Linked DNA regions of Ovis aries: region 1 is linked to region 2. A link is a contact called in public Hi-C data. All regions are on one chromosome and are shown on one strand. The core of a region is the stretch at or near the end of the contact, and the rest is flanking DNA. Distances in the headings are between cores, read along the strand shown. Region 1 overlaps RAB10 (RAB10, member RAS oncogene family). Region 2 holds the start of KIF3C (kinesin family member 3C).

The links. Hi-C and Micro-C count contacts between places; a contact is called where the count stands out from the background.
Region 1: a Hi-C map of hypothalamus shows a contact between it and region 2, with 7 times the contacts expected there. The contact joins the enhancer-like site here to the promoter of KIF3C in region 2. A contact is called at or near these places in 15 of 16 Hi-C or Micro-C datasets (blood, hypothalamus, liver and 7 more).

Annotation. Positions count from the first base shown.
Region 1 is chr3:33,378,655-33,381,638 of ARS-UI_Ramb_v3.0, forward strand. It overlaps RAB10 (RAB10, member RAS oncogene family), which reads left to right. Exons shown (of 6, transcript NM_001161861.1): 6 at 1-199. Among named protein-coding and RNA genes, the nearest start is that of GAREM2, 24 kb to the right of the region's middle. Within about 2 kb of position 1,512, at least 1 of the 54 cell types and tissues checked has an H3K27ac peak or open chromatin away from gene starts, as enhancers often do. A contact at or near this core is called in hypothalamus, where this site is marked.
Region 2 is chr3:33,267,848-33,270,667 of ARS-UI_Ramb_v3.0, forward strand. It overlaps KIF3C (kinesin family member 3C), which reads right to left and starts at 1,472. Exons shown (of 8, transcript XM_027966582.3): 1 at 1-1,472. The coding sequence starts at 786.

The sequences.
Region 1 (2,984 bases), core at 262-2,761, 110 kb after region 2:
GACTGCTTGCTGACTTTATAATTTTCCTCAAACAAAAATTGTATAGAAGAATCATGTCTGTGAGTTCATTTTTAAATGTACTTGCTCAGCTCACCACTGCATTTCAGTTGTATTATAGTCCAATTCTTATCAACATTAAAACCTATAGCAATCATTTCAACTCTATTCTGCAAATTGTATAAGAATAAAAGTTAGAATTAACAATTTTATTTTGTACAACAGTGGAATTTTCTGTCATGGATAAATGTGCTTGAGTCCCTATAATCTATAGACATGTGATAGCAAAAGAAAAAAGCCAGGAAAACATTCATTTTCGCCTTGAATATGTAAATGGGGTTAATTTTGTCCTGTGCCTTATGTGGAAAGGAACTTCTTTGGTTTTTCCTTTTTTTGGGGTTTTGGTGGAAGCATGTGCAGGAGACATATCATCGAAACATAAAGCATTAACATGTTTGTGGTTTGCTTGGCTGTAATTTTCAAAGTAGTTAATTGAGGACAAAGGATAATACAGAAATGATCGCTTTGGTTTGCTGAGTCTCGTTTTAAGTGGCCTTGACATTTAAAACTACTCCTGCCACCAGTTCTTTTCCTCGGCCACTTTCTCCTCCTGTCTCTTCCTGCATGCTGCTTTATTTGCTTCTTCCCCACCACCCTGTGGTGTGAGTTATTTAAAAATGAAAGGGGTAAACTAGTGGGTTTGTGGAGTTTAACATAAAGCACTGATTTAACTTGCTAAGTAAACTGAAAGATAAATCCTAACTGCCTACTATCCAATGTCAGTTAACCATGTCCTCACCTCATTTTCTCACTCCCCTAAAGCTTCTGTCCCGAGTTCCTTCATTTGCTGTTGACTTCACGTTGCTCTTCTCTTTCCCGCTTTGTTCCCTTCCTGTCTCTCTCCATTGAGTTTATGAAATGGAGGAGTTAATTGCATGCACTAGTGTTTGGAGGGTGTTGTGGTTTGTCTTTCTAACTAAGTGTATAGCCTATTCACTTTCTTAGAATAAATATTTTAACCTAAATTTGAATAGTCTCCATTTTGGCAACTCCTCTAGCAGTTTGGTAGCCCAAAATTGTTTTTAAAAAGGTGGGAAGGAGGAGTGAAATTTATTAACATGTTTGCCAAATATATTGAGATTTGGCCTATGAAGAACACTTTTTCAGTGTTAAGTTATCTTTACCTTAAGATTTAGAAGTACTTTAGGCTGTTACTGATTTTAAGTCCTGTCTTCACATCCCTTTGGGAAACTTGTATTACCCTGGATTTGAAAAAAAGAACAACAGAGGCTTTTCATGTAAAGATATGAAACTCTAGGCTCTCTCTTGCCCTGCCATTTTTTCCCCTTCATTTTTCTAGTTTTGCTTTACTGCTTATCATTAGGGTAGGGTAAGTTAAGTTTGCTATGCTGCTAGCATCCTAAGATGATACCTTTGTTGAAATAATTGTGAATAGCATGATTCATTTCTAGCAGAGGCTGAGTTTAGGACAGCAGCTTCCATTGAAAAGTCTTTCTGTGTCGTGGATAGCATTTTAATGACCTCTTGGCTAACGTAAACAACATAGGGACATATCTGCTGTGAACATCCATGAATTTTCAGATTGTGCCCTAAAAGTGATTTCATCTGCCTCACTGGTGGTGGTTGTTAGGTTTTCCCCTCACTTGACTTTATCATTGTTTACTACTAGTAAAAGCAGCATTGCCAAATAATCCCTAATTTTCCACTAAAAATAATAATGAAATAATGTTAAACTTCTCAAAAGTTTTAGGTTAAATCTATTGTTAGATTAATTTTTAATGTGTTTGTTGTTTTTCTTTATCTGGAATGTGGCAGTAGCTTTTTTACTTTTAACCCTCTTTAATCCTTACTCAATTCAGTGACTTAAGGTTTGAGAGCTAAACACTGGGATTTTTGGGTAACAGACTGACAGTTTTGTTGTTTGCAATAAATTATAATCGGCATTGTACATAGAAAGGATATGGCTACCTTTTGTTAAATCTGCACTTTCTAAATATCAAAAAAAAAAAAAGGGAAATGGAGTATAAATCAATTTTTGTATAACCTGTTTGAAACCTGAGTTTTATTTGCTTAATAATAGGGCTTTGCCCCTTTTTCTGTAAGTCTCTTGGGATCCTGTGTAGAAGCTGTTCTCATTAAACACCAAACAGTTAAGTCCATTCTCTGGTACTAGCTACAAATTCGGTTTCATATTCTACTTAACAATTTAAATAAACTGAAATATTTCTAGATGGTCTACTTATGTTCATATAAAAACAAAACTTGATTTCCAACTGCGTGACTTGGTTTTCATTTATTTATGGAGTCTAAGATGGAAGATTCCTTCTGAAAATAGTGCAATAGCAAACTGGATATTAGAGGAACAGAAATAGAGGGGAATAACTTTTCAACTAGGGAAAGCTGGGAAGGCAATTTCAAGAGCTATTGTTGGAAGAAACTGCATTTTAGAAGCAGAATCATGCTGGCGTCGAGACAGACAGAACACACAACTGTAGTCACTTGCCAGCCAACACTACTAGACTGTGCCAACTACAACTGGAGTCAGCTGATTACTCAGGGGCACCAAGGTAAGGCTATCATGCTGAGGAGAAATTCTTGTTTTAGTAGTGACTGTCTTCTTACCTGAAACATGTAAAGTGTTTCCCACTTTTTTTGTGAACCATAAGAAACAACTTTGGCTTTTTGGTGAAAGAAATGTTTGATCCTGTATCGAGCCCTTATTAGTCAATAAATAAAGGTACACATTTGTTGACAAGATTATCTCTGCTGGACGGACATAGCAGAGGTTTTCTTATAACTAGTTTTTGGAAGGATCACCTAGACTGAATTTAAATACTTCCCTGTTTACCTCTCATCAACACAGAATTTTCTGTCTTAAGGTGGAGCCTGTGATTGTGCCTTTGAGATTGGTATAGGGAAAGGACACAGTAGCCTCTGCTGGTAGGTTTACCTTTAAAGCAGAAGGA
Region 2 (2,820 bases), core at 222-2,721:
TCCAGTGGTGTTGGGGCCTGCTTTGTTCTGCCTCTCGCTACCAGCCAAGTCCACCAGGTTGAGCTTGCCCACACGGATGTGGTCCTGGCCATCCGAGCCACGCTCACTGCACTCCACGGTGATGACGAAGATGGCATGGGAGCGGGAGCTGACCTCATTCATGTGTGTGCTGCCCACTGCCCGGGTCTGGTTCCCCAGGTTCATCACGTGCTCTATCTCCTTGACATTCTTGGTGACGAAGGAGGACAGGTCCTTGATGTAGACGCCTGTCTCAGGGTTCTCCTTCAGCTCCAGCCTCTTGCCGGGCTCCTTGGAGAGCAGGTCTCGAATCTCCTCCTGGTAGATCTCCAGGTAGGAGGCCCGGACCAAGTACTGCTGGTTCTGGGAGCGCGAGATGTGGGTGAAGATATGCTCAAAGGCATTGGGGATGACCCCGCGGAGCTCGGGCTCCACCCAGGTCCCCTGCATGGTGTAGGTCTTGCCCGTGCCTGTCTGTCCATAGGCAAAGACGGTGCCGTTGAAACCTTGAAGCACCGAGTCTACCAGGGGCCTCACGGTTTCATCATACAAGTCTGCCTGCTTGGAGCTGGCATCATACACGGCATCAAAGGTGAAGGTCTTGGGCAGCTCCCCCAGGGCAGCGCGGGGGTTCCGCAGGGTCACCTGGCCTAGTTTCACGTCCATGGTCAGGATCTGCTCGTGACCAGCAGCCTCCTCCTTCCGGCTGAGGGGGCGGCACCGGGCCACCACCTTCAGGGCCTCGCTGGCCTTGGTTTTACTGGCCATCTTGCTGCTCTGTCCTTCCTGCACACCCCCCACCCCCGGACCCCCTCCGCAGCCTGGTTAGTCCTGCTGTCCTTCCTAGGTCGGGATCAGCGGGGCCGGCCCAGCCCCCAGGCACCGTTCTTCAACCCGCATGCAGCCTCCTAGGGTGGAGATGCTGGGAGCTGGCCCTGCCGCTACTGCAGTCCGGGCCTCCACCGCTCTCCGGTCCTCGCTGCACCGGCTGCGGAGGGAGAATTAGGCAGAATCGCCGGGCAGCCGCGGGAGCAGCGCCTGCCGAACGGCAGTACCCAGAGCCCGCCCCATGCTGGGGCAGAGGGAGCGCTGCCGTAAACAGCGACGGGCAACAATGAGATAAAGGAAGAGGAAAATGGGATGGGGGTGGGCGGCAGAGCTGTCTTCTCGTCCTCCTCCTCCTCTAGAGATCCATGGCGGGGGATGGGGGGAAGGGTGCTGCAGGTTCTGGGGGGCCGGGGGTCCCGGCCCTCCCAAGGGCAGAGGCTCACCTGGAGTCCTCTCCCCCAGCTGGGGGATCATTCATTGCAGCCAGCGCGGCTGCCGCAGCCTCTGCCTCCGCCTTCCCCGCCGTCGCCACCGGAGAATGAGAGAGAAAAACAGAAGGGGATGGGGCGGAGCAGCCGCGGCGAGAATGATGTTGCCGCCGCTCTGCGGCCCCAGCTAAACCGCCCGGCTGGGGTGGGGCAAGGGGCGGGGCCGCGGGGCGGGAGACGCGAGCCGGGCGCGGCCAGTGCGCTGGGGACCCGAGTGCATCGCCCGCCCGCACCGCCCCCCCGCCACGCAGACCGCCCCCCTCCGGAATGACAGGCTCCGGTGCCGACCCAGGTCCTGCGCCCACCAAGCGGGTGCAGCGCAGCCACCGCCCGCCGTCACCCCACTGGGGCGGGGCATGCTGGGAGTTGTAGTCCTGCCTTTGTTAACCCGGTTCTGGCAGGTTGCTAATGACTTCTCCAGTCCGAGAGGCCCCTCCTTCTCTGGCCTGCAGCCTCCGGAGTGACTGTTGAGGTTGCAGCCTAGCTGCTGGAGGATGCGGGGTATCCACTGCCCACACCTGTTTCCTCCACAGCCAGCATCCTCTCTCTCTCTCTCTCTCTCTCTCTCTCTCTCTCTCTCTCCTGCTCCTGCCTTTCTGCCTCCAGACCCCTACATGTCACCCCCCTCCCCTTCAGGGTGTTGCCAGGCATTCTAACGCAGAAATTCTTCTTGACTGTCTTTTCCTCTCCCTGCCCTGGTTTACTTCTGGCCTTCCTTTTCTCTCTCCTGGAACCACCTTCCAGATGATTCTCTCTTAGCATCCTTTCTGCACATGCACTCTGGTCCCCTCTCCTCCTCCAACACCAGCCTTCCATATTGTATTAAAGCCTCTCCATCTTCTGACTCCTGCCACTTCCCAGCCTCACTTCCAGCTACTCTCCTATAGAGAATCTATATTCTAGACATTCATTCCTTTGAACAGAAAAGCAGAGACATCACTCTGCCAACAAATGTCTGTATAGTCAAGGCTATGGTCTTCCCAGTGGTCACATTTGTTTGTGAGAGCTGGACTATAAAGAAGGCAGAGCACCAAAGAATTGATGCCTTCTAACTGTGGTGCTGGGGACGACTCCTAAGAGTCCTTTGGACAAAAAGGAATTCAAACCAGTCAGTCTCCAAGGAAATCAATCCTGAATACTCATTGGAAGGACTGATGCTGAAGCTCCAGTAGTTTGGTCACCTGATGCAAACAGCTGACTCATTGGAAAAGTCCCTGATGCTGGAAAAGATTGAGGGCAGAAGGGAAAGAGGGCATCAGAGGATGAGATGTCTGTATGGCATCCCTGATGCAATGGACATGAACTTGGGCAAACTCTGGGAGGTGGTGAGGCACAGGGAGGCCTGGCATGCTGCAGTTCATGGGGTTGCAAAGAGTCGAACATAACTGGGTGACTGAACAACAAACAACAGCAAGCGCCTGATAAACCCCAGGCCTCATTCTAGGAACTGGCACTTCTGGTCCTCAAGGCCCTTACAATACTAGAA